Regions from separate parts of the Mus musculus genome. Here all the other regions are linked to region 1. The links are chromatin contacts, called in public HiChIP or PLAC-seq, Micro-C and promoter capture Hi-C maps. All regions are on one chromosome and are shown on one strand. Each heading gives the region's core, a stretch centred on a gene start, on an enhancer-like site or on the middle of the called end of the contact. The rest is flanking DNA. Distances are from core to core; before and after follow the strand shown.

Region 1 (3,916 bases), core at 817-3,316:
GTAGCCTGTGAGCTCACAGAAGCCGTCAGAGCAGTAGACGATGGGAAAACCCCGTGGGCCCTGTGCATTGGCCAGAAGGAAGTTGCTGTCTACAGGAGGGAGAAGTCAAGGTCAGGGCCAAGCCAAGAAGGGAGCTAACCTCGACATGAACAACAGTTCCCTCAAGTCATGGACAGAGACCAGAGAGCTAGAAGCTTCCGGGTGGTACCTAATCTCCCTCTGAGATGTTCTGAAATGAGCAGAAGGCACACAACAAGGGTGGCCCGGAGTCCATGAAGGGCTAGAGAAGGAACCCCAATGAGGCCGTGTGGTTCATGCTCCTACCTTCAAGCTGGAGAAGTGTGACTGCAGAAAGCAACTAAGAATGGAAAGGGCAGGGACTCCAGCACTCACTTCTACCACCTCATAATGTGGCCATACATAATGTGGCTTAAGGCCTCAGCTTTCTTATCTGCAAAGTGGGACACAATGTGCCTTTCCCTCCTGGATATGGGGTGTATCAGGTAACTTGGGAAGGAGGGCCTGCTGGCACTTAGAAGATTCTCCCCCACTCCCAATTCACTCAATTTTGGAAGCACATCCTTGGATACTACCCCAGCATCCTCTTTTAATGAGCAAGGACAAAGATTCTGATGATGTCACACTCTCTTATTGTTAAACCAAAAGGCAGAAAAATTTCCAAACTCATAAATGTGCTTAAAGTAAGGGAAAGACTGTGGAAGACACATCCCTCTTTCTTGCCTTCCAGGAAATGCCGACTTTTTGATATATATATATATATATATATATATATTTTTTTTTTAAGGAGTTTCAAAGGATCTGTTCCTTATGCGCAAAGTCAAACTGGAGAAGACATTGAGGTGTGAGCTGCAGCCACCCCAGCACCAGAACCTGAGTTGGCTCCCTCTAGTTTCAGTGGATTAGAGGTTTGGGGGTGGAGGGACACGCAGAGATAGGTTTAGTTGATGAGGTAGGAGGCACAAACAGTCCAAGGACCCTAGGAGAGGGTACTGTCAGGGGATGGGGTGTCTGATCGGGACACTGAGGGTTCCTAGGAAGCACTGGGTCCTGGGCACAGCCTACTTCTTCCATCCCAGGGCCCGTTGCCTCGGTGATTGGCGCTATGGAAACAAGAGAGGTTGGGGGGGGGGGTAGGGCCCTGGAGGCTCGGTTTCCGCCCTCGGCTACCGCTCCCCCACCCTCCTAATGCCGGCCAGGGTTTCGAAAAGGGACAAAGGAAGACCTAGGGGTTCCAGAGTTGGGAATGGCGGGAGAAGAGGCGGGGAAGGAGCTGTGCGGCTGTCCAGGGTGCTGAACTTCGGAACCCAGCTCAGGTGGGCTAGCAGGGAGTTTTCTCGTTCTCAAGTACTTGCCCCCGCTTTGCCTCGCCCACCTCACACAAAGATATCTCATGATTTGGGGGCGCGTGACCTTAATGCGGTTAGGTCTTGCCGAAGTCTGTTCTCTCTCTTTTCTGGGGCAGAGGCAGCTGCAGTCACCAGAGCACTTTGTCCCATCTCCACACCACAGATACCTCTATACACACTCCCAGCTCAGCTCTGCCCTGGTGTGGGTGGCTCCCAAGGCCCCTCCTCCGTCTTGTGGCACAAAGAGCCGCTTTTGCCTTGAGTCACACCCCCTAACCTTCCCCTCCACCCTCGGCGCTTCATGTCTTGATCTCCACTCTCAAGGGTTCTGCACCCCGTTTCTTTGCCACGGTTTTAGGAGATCCAGCACTCCATTCTCTCTCCTCTGATCTCACCACATCCAGATACCCACCCTGTCCCAAGGAGACTTGACCCAGCCGGCCCAACTCACGCGTGCCGTCAAAGCGGGTGGCGATGGTGTCCAGAAAGGTGTTTTGCGGGGCCAGCAACCCCTTCATGACCGGCATGGCCCCGGGTACGGATTCGAGGCGTTGCGCGGGCTGCGTTCAGCGCGGCCTGGCCGGAGGGGGCGCGCTACCGGCGGGGCCGGGGCGCCCCATGCGCCGGCCTGCCTCCTCCCCTCCTCTCGCCGCCGCTGCCTGTGTGCTCTGAACCTGTTAGTTCTAAGCTCTGCTCCGCAGCACTTCGAGAGCCGCCACCCCCACCCCGCCCCACCTCCCCACGGGTCAGGTTTTCCCCGGAGGGCTCGGCCCGCGCCCACCACGTGGCTCCGCACCGGGAGGGGCCGCCAGAGACACCCGAAGCCCTCCTCTGTGGCCCTCCTCCCAGAGGGGAGCGGCCCACGCGTGTCTCTTGGGGAGAGACTCGGAGACACGCCCACCATCCAGGCTTGAGGTGATGAAGTGGGACTGGAACGGTAGCCACGCCCTTCTTTCAGGGTGATCACGCCCCTACGCGTGGTTCCCTGGCTGCTCCAGTAGCTCCACCCCACGGGTTTCCCCGCGCGGCCCACGCTGCGACTGGTGTCTGGTTGACAGTGCCTCCTGCTGGAATTGGGATATTTTTCTTTCTTCCTTCCTTCCTTCCTTCCTTCCTTCCTTCCTTCCTTCCTTTCTTTCTTTCTTTCTTTCTTTCTTTCTTTCTTTCTTTTAAAAGGTTGTTTCATTTATATATTTTTGCATTTGTGTGTGTGTGTACATTTCTGTTCCAGTAGTGCAGATATGGAGGTCAGAGGCCAACTTTCTGAAGTCGGTTCTCTCACTTTGTGGGTCCCTAGGATGGAACTCAGTTCTTCAGTCTTGACAGCAAGATCTTTGTCCACTGAACCATCTTGCTGGCCCTGCTGTCTCTACTTTAGGATTTTACATTACTGTTGTAGGACTGCTACAGCAACGGGACACCGAATGTTGGCTTAAACGATTTTGGGATCTGGAAATCTGAGTTCAAGGTCAACTCAGGGCTGGATTCCTCTGAAGGCTGTGAAGAAGAGTCTCTTTCTTCCATACTCTCCCCTAGCTTCTCCCTTGGCTGGTGACCTGTGGCATTTCTTAGCTAGTGGGTACATTGCCCTGGTCTTTATTTCCATGTTCACGTGAGTTCTTCCTGTTTCTCCTAATCCCCTGTGTACCCTAATCCCCCCACCCCCACCCCGTTGTTGTTGTTGTTTTTTAAGAACACTACTTATACTGGATTACAGGTCTACCATACTCTGCTCCTGTCTCATTTTAGCTGACAACATTGGCAAGGTCACTTTCTAAATGCTGGGGGTGGGGTGGAGTGGGTTAATATTGCAGCGTGTGAATTTGGGGGAAGCACACTTCAACCTGCAATAGGCACCTTTGGCTGGAGCAGGAGACAAATCTTTGCCCATTCTCTGCTTAAAACCATCCCCAGACTTCTCATTCTATACAACAAGGTGTAACATCTGCTGCTCCTATGCAATGGCTGCACAAACTTACCCACCTCCTTCCCAGTGTGGCATTGCTCACACACCACGGTACAGTGGACCACACTATGGATGCTCTGGGAGGCTCCTCATGAAAGCTCAGATGCCTTGCTTCTTCTGCAGCCTTACATCCAGCCCTTGCCAGGTGGACTCTGTGCCCTTGTATTGGACCTCTCTGTGTAGGTCCCTATTATAAAACAGTGGGGGCTGAGGATGTAGCAGTCGATAGAGTGATTGCTTAATTAATATATATGAAGCTCCGGGATCAGTCCTCCAGCATTTGCATAAAGGAGGCGTGGTGGAGCACACTTGCAGTATCAACACCACCGGGGAAATAGAGGGTAGTAAGATCGGGTCATTTAAGTATAAGGTCATGCTGATCTTTCCAGGGCAACCGAGGATACCCTGTTTCTAAATAAATAAAGTAGGTAGTAGAACAACATGAGGGCACATCGGTACCTCATTTCCACCCTCCCAAATGTGTAGCACACACCCCAGGACTGCAAGGTTCCTTGCTGGATTCTTCCCGACCAAATAAGTATTTGCAATGAGAAACACAAGCTGCTTCCAGGCCCTAGACTCG
Region 2 (4,237 bases), core at 1,009-3,508, 380 kb before region 1:
ATGCCTCTGCAGAGAGCAATGAGCTGCCCCCACCCACCGCCCCCCCATGCAGTACGTGGCTTGCACAGTCAGATGTGGTCTGATACTCACAGCCTCCCAGGCAGCTGGGTCATGCTTGAAGAGGGAATTGGTGAGCTCCACAGACACTCGCTTACGGTAATCTGGGTTCTTGTCCTCAGAGATGCGGAACAGGACAGCAGCAGCGTAGGTCGCTGGGCAGAGAGGGAGGGAAGTTAAGACCAAGTCAGAGGCTGTCAGTGCTGCAGCTGGAGGAACAGAGCCCAGCCTCCTCCCTCTGGTGCTCCCCTGCACCCCACACCAAGTCATGGGTCCCTCACCGGTGCCCTCATTGCGGGAATGGAGTAGCTCCATGAGAGGGGCAGAGGCGCCCTCCGCATCAATGGCGTCGGCAGCCTCCTTGTCCTGGGCCAGCTCGCAGAGCACTCCCGCAGCCACACGCTGGATGTTCTCCACAGAGGAGTACAGGAGCTAGGAGAGAGGACACGGGTGGAGGTGAGGAGTGAGGCAAGCCAGGCTGCACACCAGCCGCACCGCCCAGCCCTGCCCTGTCTAGCCATCTTAGGAAAGAGAAAGCCAAGGAAAGCATAAAGAAAGGGCAAAAAAAAACCAGACTGGCCCCTAATACCTGAGCAGACACAGCCTCTGCTAACATGTCAGCACATGACCAGTACATTTTATCACCGTCTTATTATATATTATGTATTTTATATTATATATAATTATATATTAGAGCATATTGCATATATAAATATATAGCATATAATATACTACAGAAAATATAATATATAGTATATACTATATATGCTATATGTAGTATAATATATACTATGTGTATTATATAAATATACTACATATATATAGTATATGCTATAGTATATAGTATAGTATATATAAATATACTACATATATACCATATATATGTATGTTTATGTATATGCATATATGCTTTTGTTTTTCCAGGCAGTATTTCTCTGTATAATAGCCCTGGCTGTCCTGGATTCCCTTTGTAGACCAGGCTGGCCTGAAACTCACAGAGTTGCACCTGCCTCTGCCTCCTGAGTGCTGGGATTAAAGGTGTGCCCAATCTCGCTATAGGTATGTTCGCATGTGTCTCTATATGTGTGTATCGTGGTGACTGTGTTTTGGGGCACGTGTGCACTTGAGTGTATGTTCTTGTGTATGATGATCAGAGGTTGGAGTCACATGTTCCCTTCTGTTGCGTCTCAATTTTTCAGGCAGGGTCTGTCTCTGAACCTGCAGCTCCAGGTCTGGCAAGGCTCACTCCTCCTGTCTCCGCTCCTCCCACGCTGCTCGGGTTAAAAGCTGCTGCAGCACCTGAGTGCTGGGAATCTGATCTCAGCTCCTCGAGGATGCACGGCAAAGCCCCACTGGCAGTCATCTCCCAGCCCCACCAATAATGCTGATTTCTGCCTGCCATGGTAGAATAAGGCACGTTCCTGTGTATTAGTTCAAAGTCTGTCCTACAAACCTATGAGTTCATTCCACTGAAGGTAGGTCAGGATGAGACCTTAACTCTGAAAACTGATAAAAAATATTTTCAAAGGAAAAAAAAAATCTTGGGCTGGGGATGTAGCTTGGGGGTAGAGTTCTTGCCCCTGAGCTTGGCCCTGACTCAATCCCCAGGGCCACAAAGCAAAACAAATGCATCCCATGATTTGTGAGGCCTCACTGCACATGGCAGTATGACATATTAAAGCATTCTTCTATTTTGTTTAAAAGATAAGGTCTTGCTATTAGCCCAGGCTACCCTAGAACTGTCTCTCAATGCCCCAGTCTCAGCCTCCCCAGGGCAATATCACACACTGCCATTCTTTAGATTTTTTTTTTTTTTTTTGGTTTTTCAGGGTTTCTCTGTATAGCCCTGGCTGTCCTGGAACTCACTCTGTAGACCAGGCTGGCCTCAAACTCAGAAATCCACCTGTCTCTGCCTCCCAAGTGCTGGGATTAAAGGCATGCGCCACCAGATTATTTTTAAAGTCAAAGATAACCCAGGCTAGCCTTGAGCTCACTGAGTATATCCAAGGCTGGTCTTGCATGGCTAATCCTCCTGCCTCCGCTCCTCAGAGCTGGAATGAGAAGCATGTACCACCACACCCAGTGGTTTCCTTCAAAACTACTTCCTCACCATTAGACAAAGGGCTTGTTTTTAACAGCTGTGTCTGCAGTAGTTATCTCGGTTCAGTTATGCTAAATGATTTTCCCCAAGAGAGAGTCCCATCTGAATTCCAGGCCAAAGGATAGCTCCCAGACTGCCCTTCCCCCAAGTAGGCGAGACCCAAGACGCTCAGTTTATCCAACCCTCAAGCTGGCCAATTTGACAGTGGAAAATGGCCTCTCACTGGGAGCTAAATTTCATTTCTGTAAATTCCTGGGCCGAGCATTCTGCTTATGAGCCACCTGGGAGCCACTTGTTGACTCTGTGAGCACCACACTGTTAGGACCCAGTGTTAATGAGCTCCGGTGTGCTGAGGCGCTGGCTCCTAGGTTCCATGTTTGTCCCTTTCCTGTTTCTTGAATCTGCAGATGCTCTTCATGTCTGCATGTGGCTGCACTTCAAGAAGGCTCTCGTGATCTAAGTTCGGAAAGCCACTTATCCACCCTTCTCTACACAGACCTAGACTACTCCTGGCCCACACATTCCAAACCCCTCAGCAGCACCTGGGGACAGATCTGCCCATCTGTACCGGACTCACCTGGACAAACAGGGGAATGGTGTTGAGCCGGAAGATCTCCATGCGGTTCATGGGATCCCGGGCGAGGATGTGCAGGGCTCCGGTGCAGCCTTCCACGATCTCCTCCATCCTCACACCATCCGTGTAGGGCTGCTGGGTGCCTGCAGCCACATGGCGCTGGGCGTCCTGGTGGGCCTTGACCAACAGCTGGACGAGGCGGGGAATGACCGCGGCCTCCTGCAGAGGGGCATGGTTGGCTGGGCACAGAGCCAGGTTCCGGATCAGGCCAATAGTTGCCTGGCAAGAAAGGAGGCAGTGATGAGTGGAGGGGCGGGTAGTCCTTAAACATCTGGAGGATCCCTGATCCCCGGCTTTAGGTATTTTGTCCTTCCTGTCATCTCTTCTGAATCTGAGTCCCACTTCAGCAACAACCGCAGAGTCAGGAGCATCCTGGCTACTCCTGGAACGGAACTGGGGGCTTGTGGGCGGGGCTGTAGGCACAGAACTGAAGGAATCTAGAGCTAAGGTTGGGGCTTTAGCTCAGTTAGGACACACAAAGGGTTGGATACCCAGCACCGCACAGAGTGGGTGTGATGGCACAGAACTTACCCCAGCAAGTAGGGAGAGGCTGAGGCAGGAGGATCAAGGCGAACCTTGGCTACAATCTGAGGTTAGCTTGGGATACCTGAGACTGTACTTTTTTTTTTAATAATAATAATAGTAATAAAGGAACTAGATTGCTAAGGTGGGACATGTCTATAGTATTCTCAGCAGTCAGGAGCCTGAGGCAGGAGGATTGAAAGTCTAAGGACAGCCTGGGTTACATCTCAGGGTCCTTGTTTCAAAAAATAGCCAGAGTCAGGAATGGTGACAAACACCTTCAATCCCCCGTACTCGGGAGGCAGAGGCAGAAGAATCTCTGTGAGTTCGAGGCCAGCCTGGTCTACAGAACTCCAGGACCATCAGAGCTATAGAGTGAGACCCTGTCCCCCCAAAACAAAATAAATAAGTGAAGACTCTAAAAATAAATAATAGCTGGGCGGTGGTGGCGCACGACTTTAATCCCAGCACTCTGGAGGCAGAGGCAGGCGGATTTCTGAGTTTGAGGCCAGCCTGGTCTACAGAGTGAGTTCCAGGACTGCCAAGACTACACAGAGAAGCCCTGTCTCGAAAAACGAGAAAAAAAAAAACCATATGGTGGGACAGATAAATGAAAAGACTCAGTCTCTAAGAGCAGAGCCAATGTTGAAGCAAAAAAGGCCATGGGAGCTGCTTCCTATTTCTAGGCCCTGCTCTTCTGGATCCTTACCATATATCCCTATGACCCTGAACATGGACAGACCCCTCACCTACCCCTACCCCAGTGCCTGTGGCCTTTACTGGGTACCTTGACCAGTGGCCACTGGTTTGGCTGGTTGAGCAGTTTCACAATGGCCGGGATTCCATAGTTGAGGCGCACAGAGTTCTGGGCCATCTCAGCCTCGGGGTGACGGCTGGTAAGGTGGCGCAGGGCACAGACAGCG
Region 3 (4,019 bases), core at 513-3,012, 430 kb before region 1:
CACGGGTGCTGTGCAAAATGCTTCGGATATTGCATTGTCCCAAGGCCCACCCTCAAGTCATTTCCCCTACAATGTTTGGAGGAGAAAGCATCTCAACAACTAGAAAAGGGGAGAGCCAGGAAGCCTTCCCTTTTATCCAACCACAGGCCTTTGTGAGCACAATATGCAGTGCGCACACCCGAGGGAAAGGGCTATGCCTCTCATCTCTGAAGAGGACCCTTGTCATGGGCACTTTGCAGTGCCTACAATGACAGCCACCACTGCTGAATAGGAGGCAGGCTGCTGTTTATAATAATTGCCATCCTAGCTGGGGGAAGAACAGCCGGGGGCATAACCTGATCCACAGGCAGAAATCAACCTAGCTCTCTGGAAAGCTTGTAATTTCCTGTTACCATAGCAACACCAGCATCTCCATCCCCCCCAGGACGTGAGAAGAGCTGCTCTTACCATGTCCTTCCTCCCAACCCCCTCCAATACCTTCTATCTCTGAGATTTTTGTGTTTCAATTAATTACTGTCAATGCCTGTACTGCGTTTTGTCTCCTCCTCCTCCTCCTCTTCTTCTTCTTTTTATTTTTATTTTTTTCTTATTCCATCTGCTGAGTCACCGTGTCCTGCTCTGTATTAGAGTGGTTATTCACTAGAACATTTGGGTGCTGGTTGCCATGGCCACAGTGCAGCCTGCATCCTTCATCACCTGTTAATTCTCAGCAAGGCTGGTTGCGAGCGTGGGTACCACTGCCCTTATACAAGACCCAAGGGACATCAAAGCTCCTCAAGACAGGAAAGGGGGCCCAATGACGCATACATGAGAGCAAATGTCTCATCTCAGTTATGGAAAAAAAAGTCTAGAGATTGTTATAACCTTGCAAACCACATTCAGGTGGAAGTTTATCAAATAAACCAAGAAATGTATCATTTTTCTTTCCCGGTACATCTTTGAAAAAATGCCTTCGTTCACTAACCACTTTAAGATGTAATTTTTTTGTTGCAATGTTATGAATTCTTTATGCAAATCACAACCTACCCCTGAAAGCAACATGGAAGAGTCTTGAAACACAAGGTCCTCAAGGAACTGGCTCCCAGTAGGGGGCTGGCTAGAGGTCTGATTAGGTGCAAACCCAAGGAGTGGGTCCAAGAGTGTTGGGCAGATCCCGCCCAACATAGAGGGCATAGACAAGAGATGCTGAGGGTTTTCCATGGTAACAGGAGCATAAAAGGGTTCCAAGGCAACCAACATGAGAATCTCAACAGAAAGAGCAAGCCCATCAGCCCATGGCCCATTGCTCCTGATAACTATGACAATGATATCCTGTTTGCAAAGCCCAATGGAGGGGACAGGGATCAATAAGTCAGCCTACATGCATACACTACCTGTTCATCAAACATCAACATATGCGCACATTGGTCATTTGATTCTCATTCATTCTCTCCCTTCCCTCTCCTCTCAGCCCCGCCCCATGGGATGTAGTCCAATAGAAGACTAGGAAGCCGATGGCCCAAGGCATACAGTAGAATGAGCTGCTCTGGAGCCCAGGGAATCTGTCTCCTGTCTGTCTCCTCCCTGTTTCAGCCCTTCCCTTTCCCCATATTCTGAATAAATAACTAATTGATTGACAGCTCTGTGACAGGGTGGGGCAGAGTGACAGGTTGAACCTACATTCCAGGCCCATTTCTCTTGCTGTGGGGAGTCTGGCCTCACCTGGAAGGAGGGTTTGGGAGGAACCTCGAGGGCTTTATAAGGCAGACCTGGAGCAGCGCACAGAGCAGAGCTGACCCAGCGCCACAACAGCCAACTATTCCCCAGCTCTGTGGGTGAGAAATTGGGAAGGGAAAAGAGGGAAAGGGAGGGGAGGGAAGGGACAGCAAGGATGAGAATTGACAAGCCCCCTGCCTTTAGAGGCTCCAGGCCATGGTGTCTCCAGAGATGGGGTCCCTTGCTTGGCCCAGAGTGGAAGGAACTGAGTCGCAGTTCTAAGGCCACACTGTTGTCCGTGATTCCCGCCTGCCTTTCTGCTTCACTTAGAACCCAGCCATGATCCTGGGGCTCCTGCCAGCCAGGGAGATGAGCAAGTGAGGGCCTATCCCCCATTGCTAAGATGAGAAAACTGAAGTCTAGAAGACAGGACGTGCTAAGACTGGAACTCACAGCTCTGGGTCCCGTCGCAAGCCCTTTCCTAGGCCAGTGCTACCTAAAAGAAAATTCTGCAATAATGAGAATGCTTTAAATCCGCACTTTCCTATATAGCAGCCATTAGCCACAGGAGTACTTATCATGTGGCTAGTTCAAAGGTGGAAAAATTGTATAGCAATTCATTCAAATGTAAGGAGACACAAATAACTAGTGACTGCCATATTTATCAAGCTGTATGGCTCATATTGGACAGAACAATTGTCTATAGCATTGATTTTTTCCCCCTTTTCATTCATTCTTTCTTTTTGGAAGGGTATCACTCTAGCCCTGGTTTGCCTAGCACTCACAGAACCTTGAGAGTGAGGCAATCCTGCCTCAGCCTCCCAAGTACTGAGACAGAAACAGGAGCCAGCAAGTCCAGCTGCGATTTTCAACATTTCTTTATTAGCCACAAATATTTCTCTCCCTCAGAACATCTCATTTGAGAATTTTGTCATAAGAAGCTAATATTTTTAAGGTTTTTTTTTGGTTGTTGTTGTTTGGTTGTTTTTTGTTTTTTTGTTTTTTTCAAGATAGGGTTTCTCTAGTACCACCCTGCCTGTCCTGCAACTAGCTCTATATAGAGACCAGTAGAGACCAGGCTGGCCTTGAACTCAGAGATCCGCCTGCCTCTGCTTCCTGAGTGTTGGGTTTGAAAGCATGTGCCAACACTCACAGCCTCTAATATATTTTTTTTTTAGTTTTTCGAGACAGGGTTTCTCTGTAAGACCCTGGCTGTCCTGGAACTCACTTTGTAGACCAGGCTGGCCTCGAACTCAGAAATCTGCCTGCCTCTGCCTCCTGAGTGCTGGGATTAAAGGCATGCGCCACTATGCCTGGCGTTTTTGTTTTTGTTTTTTTCTAATATCTTTTAATACACATTTTTCTTACGGGGGAAAGTTAAAAAAAAAAAAAAGCAAAAACAAAAACAAAACAGAAAATATCAAGTCCCAAGAACAGATAAGGTTTGGAACTTGATGTTTGCTTGGGCATTCTACTTTAGGTCCAAGCTGTGGTTTCCCCAGACTTGACTCACCCCACAGCTTGGCTGCAAATGCTGGGTTTAATTTATTTTCCTTAGCTGCATAAGTACAGTTGCAGGCTGTTCATCAGCTAAACACAGCGGAGCCTCTGCTCCAAGGTTGCCTAGCAACCATGGGGCCCAGCCTCTGATGGACATACTAGTGGTCTCCAAGTGGCAGTGTATGATCTATAACACCTTTTAGTGTGCGCATGCCTCTTTGTTGTTGCTACTTAAAATTTCACTTTAAGCTCTAAGAGTCACCGGACCTAGCCTCATCTGGTGGAACAGTCTGGAAAATACTGTTCTATGGTCATTGTGGGTGATTTTTTGCATTTGAAATTGTGTGTGTGTGCCTGTGTATGTGTGCATGCACACACACATTTGGATGAGCAAGGCCAGTACCCATATGGACATCAGAGGAAGTCTATTGCTCTGTAGTTTAGTCCATTGAAACCAGATCTCTCTCCCCCTCCCCTCCCCCTCCCCCTCCCTCTCTCCTTTCCTCCCTATCTCCCTTTCTCTCCCTCTCCCTCTCTCTTTTTGTAGCGAGGCAGATTAGAGCTCATCTGGTCTAGCCCTTTACCTCTGGGACTATGGAATAGCCCCATCTTGAAGCCCAGTTCTCTTCCCTTCTCAGACAAGATGCCTCGACTGTGTGTGTACATGCTGGTCTTAGTGCTGGCTCTAGCTACCTTCTCGGAAGCTTCTTGGAAGCCCCGCTCCCAGCTACAGGATGCATCATCTGGACCAGGGACCAATGAGGACCTGGAACAGCGCCAGTTCAACAAGCTGGGCTCAGCCTCTCACCATCGAAGGCAGCTGG
Region 4 (4,413 bases), core at 1,344-3,843, 360 kb before region 1:
CTTAGACTATCTAGACAGTTGTCCTTCTGTGGACCAGCCAAATGTGTCACCTTGTTCTAAAGTAGCTCTGCAGGAGGACAGGACTTCCTCTCCTGGGCCATGGCCTGTGGGCCCCCAGGAAGGAAATTAATCAGGCTCCGCCTGACCTTCCGTTCCCACAGGCTGCATTCTCCAAGTCCGACCTTAGCAGGCCAGACGGCGGCCCGGCGGCTCCAGAGGGAATAGGGTGGAGCTTGGGTGCGGGGGAGGCTCCTGTCACCCAAGCCCAGACTTGATCTGGCAAGAAATGACTAATCGGATCCTACCTTGGCTTCTCCTCCCTCCTGTCCGGTCAGAAGCCAGCTTGGGCCGGGCAGCTCCTGGCCACACTTCCTCAATACTGTCTTTTCATCACAGCCATGAACCAATCAAATTAGCTAAACTAATCATTTAGCTCATGTAATTACAATGCCTTCCCCTCCTCCACCTTGGCATGGAGAGGAGGGGAGACAGGTAGCATGAGCCTAATCTTCATATCCCCCCCCCCCCCCGTGCTTCCTGGAGGTGGTCACACTTATGTTACCCCCTCAACAGGACCTAAGGGGGTTACTCAAGGGGAGAGTCTGTCTGCCATTCCCACTCTCCAACGAAGCACCACCAGCGGCCTCCAGGTGAGTCACAGCAAGCAGCACTCATGACCCTCACCCCACCTTCCCTCTGCTCCAGGCTAGCGCTGGCATTCCTGCTCGGTCCCCCACAAGAAGGCTGATGGGGAGGGGCCTCCAAATGCCTATGAAAAGGCCACTCTTCGGATTTGTATAACCAGTGCAGCAAGGGCGAGTAGAAGTTCACAATTCCAGCCAGAGAAGCGCTCTCAGCACACGGAAGGCAAGGGGAGGGCGCGGATCACACTGTGCAGCCTCAGGGTGCCTGGCAGGGAAGAAACCTTCTACAGCAAAGACTTCCTCCTGTCCCACTTTCCCCGCCAAACACTCAGGAAAAGAGTGGGTGGAGGAGGGACTTCTGGCGAGTCCTCTAGAAAGAATGCACCTTCATAATCTAGAAACCCAGCGGACCGGCCAGCAACATTCCTGCCCTATGCTATCCTGCCTCAATTGTCAGCCAGCTAAATAAAATCGGGGATGGAATGGGGGAGTTAGGGAAAGACTAATCACTCTTCCTCATCTTCCTAGCTTGGCCCAGCCCTGTCCCAACCCCATTCCTGGGGAAGGGGCAGAGCTTGGGAGGACAGATACTTAGCAGGCCTCATATAAGGGGGTGTGATGGTCTCCGGAGGAGGGGGAAGGAAGAAGACACTTCCCCTTTCAGCAACGCCCCCACCCCACCCCCATTGGTCCCTACCTCAGGCCTTAGGGGCCTGGCAAACAGGATGGAGTTGGGGGCAGGGAGAACAGGGTCAAAGCGCACACACTGGCTACGTTCAGCTTGGAGCTGACTGGGGGAAGGGGTTTTCCTCCAAGAAGTACCACCAAGCCTAGAATCAGCTCTCAACAAGGAGACTAGAAAAATCCTAGAAAAGGCTCCCATGGTTACTTTCTCCTGGAAAGTTTGTTTGGAGTGATTTCTCAACAAGAATGGGTTGCAGAAATCAAAAGATATTGCTGTTTCCCTATCAACACTCTGGAAACCACAGCTACTAAAAACTGGGCGAGTGCTTCTTAAATTTTCTCTACCGGCCCAGACTCCAGGCCAAGCCACCAGTGTCAGACATCGGTAGGGCACTCAGCCCAGACCCTTCACCAGTTCCCCAGTCACCCTATCCCACCTCCGTAGGAGAAGGCATTGACCGGCGTACACTAGAGCGGAGGGAGGCGCCACAGGTCCAGCTCGGAGCTGCAGGGCAGGGCCTCCGTCTTCCAAGCGCTCACCTGCTCTGCTCAGCAGGTGGGAATTGCGTCCCTGGGAAAATGTGCACTCGGCCCCCACAGTTTGGAAAGCTGGGCGCAGACAATAGGGCCCCACCCAGGCCTGGGGGAGTAGGGAGGGAGGGAGAGAAAGCGAGGATGACGCGTGGGGTGCGGTGAGGGTGGCCCCAAAGAGACTAGGCAGCAAGTTTCCCAAACGGTAAATTCCTGTCACCGTGAGCTCCGGGACCAGGCGGAGCGGGTCAAAGTCTGCTCGGTCAGCTCCAGGGGAGAGTCAGGGACGCCGTGTTAGGCGAGCTCTGGGGCCCTGGGGGAGGCGCGAACTCCGAGGCACCTGCCCTAGTTCCTCCCCACCCTTCTCAGACCTGCGGTTCACCGAGCCTGGAGGGGCGCTCCAACCCAGATTGCTTGTCCCAAGGGTCCCGCGCCCCGGACCCCAGCGCGCCCCCTGTCGCTGGTGTAGGATGCGCTCCCTGACACCCGCCCTCACCTGCCCTGAAACCGCTGGAACCAGCCTCCCGGCCGCTTGCTGTCCCTACTCTCCCACAGTGATTCGTACCCCGATCGGGTGTACCTGAGCGTGGAGCCGGGCTGAGCCGAATCGGGGTCGGGTCTGGCCGGGAGGGAGCCGGCGCGGGCAGCGAACTGAGCTCGGCGCACTCGGGCGGCGGCTGCTCCGGACTCTGGCCAAGGCAGCAACTCAGTAACCGAACAAAAGGCAAAGGGACCTGACAGCCAAGCCACACCTCTCGCCCCCTCGAAGCTCCGCCCCCTAGGGAGACTCCCACCCTCTGAGGCTATCTCACTGGCTGCCCAGCCTGACTATCCCATCGAGGGGCGGAGCCTCGCGCCGGGACCTCTACCACGGCCGCCTCTGTTTATGCGCTCACCATTGGCCCCAGGGACTGCCACTCGACTCTGGGGTGGACGCCAACTTGAGGTCTCATCCTCACTCTGCATCTATTGGCAAATAGAAAGTTTCTTCTTTATGATTGGACAGAGGGCTGTCAGTAAGACTAAGGAAAAAGCCAATGGATCAGGTGGGGCGTGACTTGCCCCACCCTAGCCCTGAGCAGGTAAGACTCATTATTCTCCCCTTCCCCCCCTACCTGTCCAACAGGTGAGTCAGGGGGAGGCATGGGAAAGGACTGACGCCTTCACTAGCCAGCCAACTCAGCGTCAGGCTTATTCATTCTTGCCTCAACGTAGTAATAAGATGTTTGTAAAGCATTTCATAGGCTTTGTGCTGGGTTGGGATTTTCTCCCCCCTACAAAAGATGGAGTGTTCCCTGATCCCTTCTGTTTAGAATTAGCAGGCCTGGGTTTGGGTTCTCCCCTTAATCTTTGTATGACCTTAGGCTAGTTAGTGTACCTTTCACCCTGTATCTCTTCTGTAAAGTGGGTTCATTAGCTTTATCTATCTTAGGTTGGAGAGATTAAATGAAATAAGCTTTGTAGTAGCACTTAAACAGCTGAGGAATGTCAGTATTTAAACTGTCTCAGTTCGAGACAGTTCTTAAAAAGTGCTGGAGCAGCCAGGCAGTGGTGGCACTCGAGGAGGCAGAGGCAGGCAGATCTCTGTGAGTTAAGAGGCCAGCCTGGTCTTCAAAGTGGGATCGAAATGATCCATGTTAAAAGAATATTTTTAATGGGCTTGTGTGGTGCCTCAGTTGTGCAGATGTGACCACCCGAGTCTGATACCTCATGGAGGGAGACAACAGCCAAGTCTCACAGGTTGTCCTCTGTCCTCTGATCTCCCGCCTTGGCACAAGTGCCACACACATAAAAGTAAATAAAATGTAATGCGATTTTAAAACTACGCTCCAAAGAGATCACAAGACTAGGAAATATGGTACACTCTAAACTCCGACACCTTCTTTCTTTTTTTTTTTTTTTTGTTTTTGTTTTTGTTTTTGTTTTTCCAGACAGAGTTTCTCTGTATAGCCCTGGCTATCCTGGAACTCACTTTGTAGACCAGGCTGGCCTCGAACCCAGAAATCCACCTGCCTCTGCCTCCCGAGTGCTGGGATTAAAGGCGTGCGCCACCACGCCTGGGCCGACACCTTCTTTCAAGTCCCAGAGCAGAAGGGTCAGTGTGTTTTGGGGGTGGGGCGGGGGGGGGCTGGATACTGCTCCAGGGAGAAACAGACAAAGGAGATTAAATAATGATGTAAGGAAACTTTGACGGATTTGGGGGAAAATCAGACATTAGATGGAAAGAAAGGGAGCAGAGGTCTAAACCAAAGCGAGGCAGCAAGCCCCTTCAGAGTAGACAAGGCTGTTGAGCCATCCAAAAGAACTCAGTAGGTGGCCTAAGGAGCCGTGGGTATTTCTTCCTGTGGTTGATGACTGCTGTTGCGGCTGTAACATGAACCCAAGGCATGAACCAAGGTACTGAGTACCAACTGTATGCTGGGTGCCAGCCTAGACCTTGGCTGCACAGAAAATTTAAAGTATCCTAACTCTCAGAGAGCGTACAGAGTGACAAGAGGAAACAGCTTGTGTGGGTGGGAGTTGGGGGAGTGGCTGTTTAGAAAAGGACTTCCTG

The links. Promoter capture Hi-C pulls out the DNA fragments that hold promoters and counts their contacts. A called contact is a pair of places that touch in the nucleus more often than the background predicts. HiChIP or PLAC-seq counts read pairs in DNA pulled down with a chosen protein or histone mark.
Region 2: a contact with region 1 is called in an H3K27ac HiChIP or PLAC-seq map of embryonic stem cells, with 5 read pairs. The contact joins the enhancer-like site here to the promoter of Kcnh4 in region 1. A contact is called at or near these places in 1 of 39 promoter capture datasets (liver), 2 of 484 Hi-C or Micro-C datasets (the N1E-115 cell line and embryonic stem cells), 1 of 115 datasets of contacts at active chromatin or transcription factors (embryonic stem cells) and 1 of 9 other capture datasets (pancreatic islet).
Region 3: a promoter capture Hi-C map of liver shows a contact between it and region 1, with 3 times the contacts expected there. The contact joins the promoter of Gast here to the promoter of Kcnh4 in region 1. A contact is called at or near these places in 3 of 39 promoter capture datasets (hippocampal neurons, liver and pre-B cells), 2 of 115 datasets of contacts at active chromatin or transcription factors (memory CD8 T cells and pancreatic cancer cells) and 1 of 9 other capture datasets (liver).
Region 4: a contact with region 1 is called in a Micro-C map of embryonic stem cells, with 3 times the contacts expected there. The contact joins the promoter of Jup here to the promoter of Kcnh4 in region 1. A contact is called at or near these places in 2 of 39 promoter capture datasets (liver and pre-B cells) and 1 of 484 Hi-C or Micro-C datasets (embryonic stem cells).

What each region holds. Positions count from the first base shown.
Region 1 is chr11:100,757,712-100,761,627 of GRCm38.p6, forward strand. It overlaps Kcnh4 (potassium voltage-gated channel, subfamily H (eag-related), member 4), which reads right to left and starts at 2,067. Exons shown (of 17, transcript NM_001081194.2): 1 at 1,819-2,067; 2 at 1-89. The coding sequence starts at 1,894.
Region 2 is chr11:100,373,988-100,378,224 of GRCm38.p6, forward strand. It overlaps Jup (junction plakoglobin), which reads right to left. Exons shown (of 14, transcript NM_010593.2): 8 at 4,102-4,237; 9 at 2,736-3,011; 10 at 339-489; 11 at 91-212. Among named protein-coding and RNA genes, the nearest start is that of Hap1, 20 kb to the left of the region's middle. Within about 2 kb of position 2,259, at least 33 of the 459 cell types and tissues checked have an H3K27ac peak or open chromatin away from gene starts, as enhancers often do. A contact at or near this core is called in embryonic stem cells, where this site is marked.
Region 3 is chr11:100,332,645-100,336,663 of GRCm38.p6, forward strand. Gast (gastrin) reads left to right here and starts at 1,763. Exons shown (of 3, transcript NM_010257.4): 1 at 1,763-1,814; 2 at 3,834-4,019. The coding sequence starts at 3,839.
Region 4 is chr11:100,395,197-100,399,609 of GRCm38.p6, forward strand. It overlaps Jup (junction plakoglobin), which reads right to left and starts at 2,594. Exons shown (of 14, transcript NM_010593.2): 1 at 2,440-2,594. Gm12348 (predicted gene 12348) reads left to right here and starts at 2,920. Exons shown (of 4, transcript NR_132425.1): 1 at 2,920-2,941.